Regions from separate parts of the Rattus norvegicus genome. Here region 2 is linked to region 1. Evidence: chromatin contacts called from public Hi-C data. All regions are on one chromosome and are shown on one strand. The core of a region is the stretch at or near the end of the contact, and the rest is flanking DNA. Distances in the headings are between cores, read along the strand shown. Region 1 holds the start of 1700122O11Rikl (RIKEN cDNA 1700122O11 gene like). Region 2 has its middle 50 kb from the start of Foxp4.

Region 1 (4,797 bases), core at 1,364-3,863:
GACTCCCCCCTCCTCCTTTCAGGCCGGGACAGGAAGTGGACACTTTGAGAGTTACAGTCTTCCCCCGTAGTTGTTATGCCTGGAGTAGTCAGTTTCTCCCCGTGGAGGGTGACACTTTGGCCACCTGCTTCTGCCTTCTACTGTTCAGCCCCTGCAGGGGTTCTGAAGGCTGGGCAACTGGGCAACCCGTGTGGGCCTGAGCGCTAGTATAAATTTACTACGTGCCGTTGAAGAAGCTGTTCTCTGGGTCTCAGTGTGATAAAAGAGAGAACGCGGCTGCCCCTTGTTGCCAAGTGTGATGACCTAAGTTCCAGGGACCCATAGCATGGAAGGCAAAACCTGGCTCCCCCAAGTTGTCCTCTGACCACTGCCTCTCCCAATAAAAGTTAATTTGAAAAACGACAAAAAGAGTTACACTTTCATGATTTAATGAGATATGTTGTTCAGATAGGGGAAGGGGAGGAAGTTGAGATGGGAGTTTATCTAGCAGAGTCCAGGAGCTGGTCTTTAAGGGACATCGATTCGGGGAGTTATCTGAATTATGGTCCTCAATTACCCAGGTAATCTCAGGATCGAGACCAGTTTGACCAACGTCTTTCTAACTTTTCTTCTCTAGTTGCTGCCACGGAGGATGGAGGTAGTGTGTGTGTGTGTGTGTGTGTGTGTGTGTGTGTGTGTGTTGGAGTGGGGGAGCCTTCCAAACGTTTTAACCCTGTTTACAGAAAATGGGAATTTGCATGATTAAAATAACTCCGGCCGGACTGCGAATTTTTACTGCGCTTGGCACAGGGCTCGGAAAAAGCGGCTGCATAGCCAATTACTGGAATTTTTAAACACAAATAATATTTTATGGGATCAGTGGGCTGGCTCAGGGCCGCCGCACCCGGCTCAGCCCCTCCGCCTACAAACAAGCTCGGATTGTGCAGCGAGTCAGTGTGCCAGGCCTCGGACAGGCCCAGGGGTGTGGAATGGGGGGGAGGAGAACACCGTGGAGCAGCGGACTTGGTGGGGGGGGGGGTGAGTCCTGGGTGCGGGCAGGTGCAGCACGGGGTTCAAGCCTCCCCGCCGGTAGGGGGCGTCCGCGAGGCTCAGTCTGGGGCCAGTGTGCAGGGTGCCTGGCTCACCTGCAGCGCCTAGCCTGGAAGCGAGCCGCGCGACCGGCCGTGTCGCCTGGGAGGACCCTGGCCGCTGCAAGGCCTCCGGAAAGCCGGCTTCCCGGAATGGCCGGGGGCCGGCAGGGAGTCGTCGCCTCCCTCCTAAAGCCACCCCGATTTGTTCACCAGCCTTGCTGCGTCCCACCGGGGTCCAAGGGCACATCCGAGCGCATCGGAAGTTCTGTCTCTATTGGGATCCCTTTTGCTTCTGCTGCTGGAGATCTCCAAGCCTGGCCAAGGGCCCAAGGGAGGTGTCCCCCAGCCTCTGCTGCGGGTTACCCCGCCCCCGCCAACCTAGCGCTCAGCAAGCACAGGGTTAAGCAGGAGCAGGTGTGTAGCCAGATGCTGCGGCCGGTCCCCTCCCCCGCGGCCCGGTCGGCGTCCTCCTCCTCCTCCGCCCACCCTCTGAACCCAACAGTCCCAAATAAAAGTGCCATTGTTGCCGGGCCTTCCCCCACCCCCGTCTCTGCCCCGCCACCTGGAGCAGAGCCCGGTCTCTCTTCACCTGCCCCCGGGCCGGCTGGGGGTGGCGGGAATGGGGCCTCGGAACGGGAACTTCCGCTCCCACTGCTCCTCCTCCTCCTTCTCCAAGCCCCCTGTCACTGACCCCTGAGTCCCTAAGGGCAGGGCAGACACCGTGGCTTTGTGCTGGGGTTTCTTTCGGGCCTGACGGCTCCACTTTGGCCGGTCCGTCCCTCTAATCCCCTCATTCTCCATGACTAGAGAGGTGACGTTTCTTTACAAAGCTGGGAGGACACAAGGCCTGGTGCCAGGAGTCCAGGACAGTGCCACGTTCGTCAAGAACAGCTGTTGCTTTTTTTTTTTTTTTTTAAATCATTTGTTCATCTATGGGACAGGAAGGCAGGGCAAGAGCGATTCCTTTTATACAGAAAAGGAAACTGAGACACCTCGGAGAGGAAGAGCGTTGAGCTCACAGGGCTGGTAATTATTGAAGTCAAGTCCCTTGACTCCCTGGTTGCATGGGGTCTCCAATGCTCACTGGATAGCCGAAATATTGGGCACCCAGACACTGTCTGGCACAACTTTGGGGTTCACTGTGGGGCCTCTGGCAGGTTAGGCTTCCTAGTTCTCACACTGCCACTTGGAATCCAAGGGATGACACCCAGGAGACTGGGAGACCCAGCCTGGGACTTCACGAAGGGGTTCGACCACAGGGCCTAGCCTGTCGCGAGCAGGAAGATTCTTCCTTGTCCTTCCTGGCCAGCTCCAGGAGGCTGATCTACAAGGTTAACTAAATGGCTCTAGGAAATGAGACAAGACCGTTGACGGGACAGAAAAGAAATCCAGACCTCGGAGGAGATCCCTCCCTCATCCCTAAGAACCTCAGCTCCTCCGTCAAGGACCGCGGAACCCTGGGCCGCTCCAAGCCGCCAAGTTCTCACAGATAACACACCAGCTGCAGGCACCGGCCTAGTGGTTGAGCTCCCGCAGCTCCAGCTCCGGAGACAGAGTGTGCGCAGTTACCGTATTTCTTCTTTTGCGCCCTAACTTTCTGGAGCACGTAGATCCCACGTGTCCATTGTGTGTGAGAGCATGCTTTCTTTTTACTGGGGGAAAGAGTTCCCTTGGGAGCTGAGAGACCAGAGTTTTTCGGCTTTGTTCTTTTAGCTCTGCCATTTATCTGTCCTTCTCTTCCACCCGAAGACCCAAGAAAACAGTTTCCTGTTACCACTCGAGCATCTAGTAGGCATCTCAGATTCAGTTCACTCAACTTCAAAAACCTGGTCACCCTATTCTACCCGGTCCTAACCATTTGTTAGTCCTTTTTTACCTCAGGAAAGGGCACACTCTTCTTCCCTGTGTCTCCAGAAGATCTTGGGGGTACTTTCAAACTCTTCTGCCTTCTGAGGTGCCTTAACATAGTTTATTTTTGCCTCCAGAGTAAGTCCAGAGTCCGCTGTTCCCCATGGAGCTTACGGTCCCAAGTCACCATATTTTCGTGCTTCCTTTCATCCCGCCCTTCGTTCCACCCTCTCTTTAAAAAAGATGCTGTATGTACGCTCCCATAAGTTTCTGAGACCACGGGCCTGCAGGAGCTGGGCGGCCAGAAGCAGGTGCCAGATCTTTGGAGCTGGAGTGATAGATGGTTGTGAACTGTTGGGCCTGGAACCATACCTCGGTCCTGTGCAAGAGCAGTCAGTGCACTTAGCAGCTGAACCCTCTCTCCAGCCCTTTCTTCTAAACAATATTTATTTTTTTCCAAAAGGTTTTGCTTTTAATTGGGTATATTTGTTTGTGTGTGTGTGAGTACACACGCGCGCGCGCGCGCGCGCACGCACACGCACACACACACACACACACACACACACACACACACACACACACACGTGAGCTATTGTCCCCAGAGGCCAGAAGAGGTCCTTGAGTAACCTGGAGCTGGTTACAGCCATTAGTGAGCCATCCCTGCTGGGCGCTGGGGACTCAAAGAGGGCCCTTGCAAGAGCAGTCAGTAAGGGCTAATCTCAGGTGTTGAGCTATCATACTAGGCAAGTATTTAATCAAACATGTGTTTTTTAAAAAAAAACGATTTATTTATGTCTACAAGTGCTCTATCTGCATGTACATGTCAGAAGAGGACATCGGATCCCATTACGGTTGAGAGCTACCATGTGGTTGCTGGGAATTGAACTTAGGACCTCCGAAAGAGCAACCGGTGCTCTTAATTGCTGAGCCAGTTCTAGCCGCCCGCCTCCCCACACACCGTGTTTTCATGGTAGAATAACATTGCAAGATATTTGACTACACCGTGACCCCGGGATTGTGCTATTTACTGGAAAAACCTGGTTTTAGTTGTGTTGTAGCTCAGCCTTGGCATGTACCTTTAATCTAAGAACTTTCTGCTTGAATATTGTAAACAAGATCAGAGAAATCGAACTATAGGTCAAGAGGTAGAGCTAGCCACCAGTGGACAGGAAGTGAGCATATGATTATTAAGAGAAAAACCATAGAGAGTAAGAGGGAGTCCGGAGGACAACTAGAGAGGCGAGGAGGAAGTAGAAGGGAGGGGCATTCAGTTGAAGGAGGCTTTTTTGAGACCCAGTGATAGAGGGAATTCCTTCCAGGTCGTTGGTTGAGGAGGAAGGTCAGCTGGGTGCTCTCTCTGTCTCTCTGAGCTTGCAGGCTTTCAGCTCAGCATCTGGCCTCAGGGTCTTCACTGGTAAAATCAAACGATCGAGATTTCATTTAAAACAACAACAACAATAGCAACAACAACAACAACAACAACAGAATCTTGCAATCCCCTGTCTTTGTGCCTCCTTGCTCTCAGATTCAACCTCCGTGGAGAAGCAAGGGTTATTTTGAAACCGAGGTCAGGGTTTGTCTTCTGTCTAAAACCCTCCAGTGGCCACTCCTGTAATTCAGCTTTTAGAGCAGAAGGCCCATGTCCTTTGCCCCACTCTCCTGTGCCAGTGGCATTTATCGCTATACAGCGTGCTGCATATTTACACATGAATTCTGCCTTTGCCTTCTAATGCAGGTGCCATACATAAAGAGGCTCTGATTGCCCTTAAAGAGAGAGAGAGAGAGAGAGAGAGAGAGAGAGAGAGATGGGGTCTCCCCAAGAGGCAGAGGCAAGCAGATCTCTGAGTTTGAAGCCAGCCTGGTCTACAGAGTGAGTTCT
Region 2 (4,797 bases), core at 1,657-4,156, 71 kb before region 1:
TTATTTGTTATATATGAGCACACTGTCACTGTCTTCATACACACCAGAAGAGGGCATCGGATCCCATTACAGATGGTTGTGAGCCACCATGTGGTTGCTGGGATTTGAACTCAGGACCTCGGGAAGAGCAGTCAGTGCTCTTAACCGATGAGTCATCTCTCCAGCTTTTTAAAGACTTAATCTTTAAAAAAAAATCATGTTGTGATATGGTAAAGATGAAAGAGATGACTGAGTGAAAACAGGCACACGTATATCAAATATATGAGATATCTCTATTTCTACCTCTGTCTATCTATCTATCTATCTATCTATCTATCTATCTATCTATCTACCATCTATGTCTGTCTATCTATACCTGTCTGTCTGTCTATCTATCTATCTATCTATCTATCTATCTATCTATCTACCATCTATGTCTATCTATACCTATCTATCTATCTATCTATCTATCTATCATCTATCTATGTCTGTCTATATATACCTGTCTATCTATCTATCTATCTATCTATCTATCTATCTATCTATCTATCTATCTATCATCTATCTATCTATCTATCTATCTATCTATCTATCTATCATTTATCTATCTATCTATCTATCTATCTATCTATCTATCTATCTATCTATGCAGCTGGCTGGACCCTCATAATGTCCCAGCGAGGACTCCCATGTTCACTGAATTCAGCTTCAACTACAAGACCAGGGATCATTTTTATGTGTGTGTGGCATGCATAAGTCCGTGCACCGGTCTGTGTATATATGGAAGCCAGAGGGCGAAGCCCATGTCTTTCTCTATTGCTCTCCACTCTTTCTTTCTTAATAGTTAGTCAACTTATGTGTATGGTGTTCAGCCTGCATCTGTGTCTGCACCACATCCATGCTGGATGCCAGTGGAGGTCAGAAGAGGGTGTCAGATCCCCTGGACCTGGAGTTACAGATGGTTGTGAGCTACCATGTGGGTGCTGGGAACTGAGCCAGAGTCCTCTGCAAGAGCAGCCCCCACCTTAACCTTAACATTTTCATCTTTGATACTGAACTAGCCACTCACTGTTTTGATACCATGGACTAACAAGCAAGTCCCTGGGACCTGCTTGTCTCTAGCCTGCCCTGGAGTTCTAGGTGTGTGTGTGTGCGCGCGCACACACACACACACACACACACACACACACACACACACACCATGCCCAGCTGTTGTGTGGGGATTTAAACTCAAATCTTCATACTTGTGCAGCAAGGACTTTACCCTCTGAGCCATCCCTCTAGTCCACAATTCAGGACACGAAGAACACCCCAGTTGTCTAAAATCAGGTAACTGGCATTCAAGGACTTTGCAATTTCCTCCCAGCAGCAGATGGGTATTTACCAGGTCTCAGCTGGAGTAACTGTTACTGGCATTTCTGTAGAGCTTTGCTTCTTCTTAAAAACAAACTTATATTTATTTCTATTATTATTATTATTATTATTATTATTATTAGTGTGTGTGTGTACATACATAGCAGTTATGTAGAGGTCAGAGAATAACTTTGTGAAGTGGGTGCTTTCTTTCCACATTAACTCTGATTCCTGGAATTGAACTCAGGTTATCAGGTTTGCCTGGCAAAGGTCTTCACCCCCTAACTCATCTCATCTGACCATTTTTTCATATATATATATATTCATATATATGTGAAACATCTATATGAAATATCTATCATTCATGTATGTATGTATGTATGTATGTATGTATGTATCTATCTATCTATCTATCTATCTATCTATCTATCTATCTATCTATCTATCTATCTCCAAATGTCCACACTCCCCAGCTGGCAGGATCTCCCTGGAGGCCAGCACCTAGGAGGACGTACTGAGGATGTAAAAACATAAAGAGTGGAGAGCAATAGGGAAGACACCGGCTTCCCCCTCTGGCCTCCATATATACCCATACCTGTGCACGGACGTATGTGTGCCACACACACATAAAAGTGACCCCTGGTTTTGTAGTTGAAGCTGAATTCAGTGAACACGGGAGTCCTCACTGGGACATTATGAGGGTCCAGCCAGCTGGTGCAAACAGAAACGCTGATCTCAGAACACCTACGAAGCAAGAAGTTTCTGTTTCTTTGTTTCTGTTTTTTTTTAACACTTTGTAGATTTGTTTTTGAAACAAAGTCTCAGTGTTAGACTGGCCTAAAATGTACTAAAGAAGGGTGACCTTGAACCCCTGATCCCTCCACTTCGCAAGGCAAGCGCAGGATTGAACCCAAAGAGCTTTCAGTAGGCTAGGCAAGCTCTCTACCGACTGTGCTATACTCCCGGGGCTCCAACAGTTTCTAAAGTTTAGTTTGTTGACTTCCGGTCTGTCTGTGCATCTTTTATCTTTACTAAAAATGTCAACCACGCTGGATAAGCATATGCGGGTCATGCTTACAGCTGTGCCCCAAGGCCTGACGCAATGTGTGTCCGATATTTATTCCACGAGTCAGTGAAAACTCAAAAGCCTGTCTGCAAGGGTTGGAAAGCTCGCTGACATCGTGAGAACCGCTCCTCAGTTTGGATTGTCCCCAAGGAGGACCCGGAGCTGTGCCAAGAGTCCTGTTGGGGGTCGAGAGAGTTAGCCTCTAGTTCTTTTTGCTGTCCAACTGTCTTGCTGTGTGCTTCCCCAGATCGTGGGAGATGAGTGAGCACAGGGCTTTCCCCGAAGATGCTGGTTTCCCGGGAGTTCCTGCCAGCTGGGGAGTGTAGGGATTTGGGGATAATTCAGCCACTTAATTAATGAAGAGGAAGGGGAAGAGAAAGGCAGGGGAGGGACGCAATCCCGGAAGAAAAAGTCACCCTGGCTGGCCAGCTGCCCCAGCCACTCCCTTCTCTGTATGCCCCGCCAGTTCCCGCCGCCGCCACTGACTTTCTGACTTCTTAACTTGTCAGCAAATCCCAGAGTTAAAAATGCACACGCACCCCGGCCAGCCGCCAGCAGGCCCGTCTGGCCGCGGCTCCAGATGTGGGGCCACCGCGCGGGCTGCCCGCCCCGCCGCGCAGACTAAACAATCGGCCTTGGCCGTGAGCGCAGCGCAATTCCAGATGCCGCGTCGCCCGCGCCGAGCGCTAATTGGGCCGCGGGCGCGAGGCTCTGTCAGCGCCAGCATGGCCCTGCCCGGGGCGGCCTTGGCACGACGCCGGCCCGCTGGGCTACCTAGGGCGGGGGCGGAGTGGGGAGACTGATCAAAATCGGGGGGGGGGTGTAGAGGGACAGAGACTTGGGTAGCAGACAGACACACACACACAGATACACACAGGCAGACAGACACACAGACACACAGGTAGACACACAGGCAGACAGACAGACATATAGTTAGGCAGACAAACACAGACACACACACACACCACACGCTGACCTCACAGTTTCGAAGATCAAGAACAGATTCAGGAAGGGTCAGAGACAGCCTCGGAAAGGTTTAGCTACTGAGACAGGGAGAACCTCCCTGCCTGGATGCAGAGACAAGGGAGGCAAATATAACAAGCAGAATGACCCACGATCCAAAGGGACACCAAGAGTGCAGATGGACAGCAATGTGGCGGGTGGCCAGCGGCGGACCTTAATAGGTGTCCATCCTTTTGTTCCATGGTCCCCTTTTCCCACATTTTTACTCTTTCTAATTTTCCCGGGCCCTGGGACTGTGTGCCAGCACGGTGACTTAGGCCTATTCTGGCTGGATGAAGGCAAGGCCCTGGTCCCCACCCGAAACTGAAATGTGGACATTTCACCCCCAAACACGAGCTGGGAAACACCTTAGACACTGTGCTGATGAGACTGCTCTGAGGCAGAGGGATGTCCCAAATGACTCCTAGCTCACTTCCACCAGGCAGCCACACAGTCGGGGCCCCTCCTTTCCTATGAGCTGGGAAGCGGGTATCCCACCAGGTCCTAAATTAGGGGATGACCTGCTGGTAGTGGCCCGGGGCAGGGAAGCCCACTGGGGACCACCCGTGGGAGCCGGGAACTGGCCGTCCCGCCCCCGCTGGCGGCCCTGGCAGCCCAGGGGGCGAGCGCCGAGGGCAGTGCGGCGGCTGGGGCGGCTCTCGGAGGCCCCTCTCTGACAATCTTTCCTTTGTTTGTTTTCTTAAATCTGGGAGGCCCGAATTCCTGCCGGATTCCGTAGGTTTCACTCAGGAAGGAGGCGCCCCCATCCCCCTCACGCCGGGCAGGGGCTGCGCCGGGGGAATGGCAGGTTCTTCCCGGAGGAAGGAGGCTCCCAGCCCCGCGGCCCGGGCAGACGGAATCCCGGGCGCCCTGCCCGCGCGTGCCACCACGCAGCCCCAACCGAGGGCCCGGAACATCGGGGCGGGGGGGAAGCAAGCCAAGATCGCTTAAACACACACACACACACACACACACACACACACACACACACACACACAGGAACGGTACTCCATCCCAGACTCATCCCACACCCTTCCACCCCCCCCCCCCCCGTCCCTCTCATATTTTGGTCTCCAAACTTGAGCCTCATTAATTTCCAAAAAAAATTTCCCCCAATAAAAGGCAAACATGGAAAGAAAAACAAACTATTAGAAAACAGAGGAGGGCGGAAATGTTATTTAAAAGGTTACCAGACCACATCATTTTCCAGTGATATTATATACTCCCAACAGTATCCAAAATATATATGGGATCTGGGCCAAGAATGAAAAAAAAAAAAAAACCATAAAAACCCCTCACTTAGACACAACATCTGGACCGGAGAGCGAACAAACCCTCCATTTATCACACTTAATCCTCCATAGAAGTAATCGACGGTTGACTTCTGTTTTGCTAAT

What was found. A called contact is a pair of places that touch in the nucleus more often than the background predicts.
Region 2: a Hi-C map of mammary epithelial cells shows a contact between it and region 1, with 2.9 times the contacts expected there. The contact joins the enhancer-like site here to the promoter of 1700122O11Rikl in region 1. A contact is called at or near these places in 4 of 12 Hi-C or Micro-C datasets (Schwann cells, hepatocytes, mammary epithelial cells and 1 more).

Annotation. Positions count from the first base shown.
Region 1 is chr9:20,432,841-20,437,637 of GRCr8, reverse strand. 1700122O11Rikl (RIKEN cDNA 1700122O11 gene like) reads right to left here and starts at 2,613. Exons shown (of 3, transcript NR_185298.1): 1 at 2,569-2,613.
Region 2 is chr9:20,503,835-20,508,631 of GRCr8, reverse strand. No RefSeq gene overlaps it. Among named protein-coding and RNA genes, the nearest start is that of Foxp4, 50 kb to the left of the region's middle. Within about 2 kb of position 2,906, at least 18 of the 93 cell types and tissues checked have an H3K27ac peak or open chromatin away from gene starts, as enhancers often do. A contact at or near this core is called in Schwann cells, where this site is marked.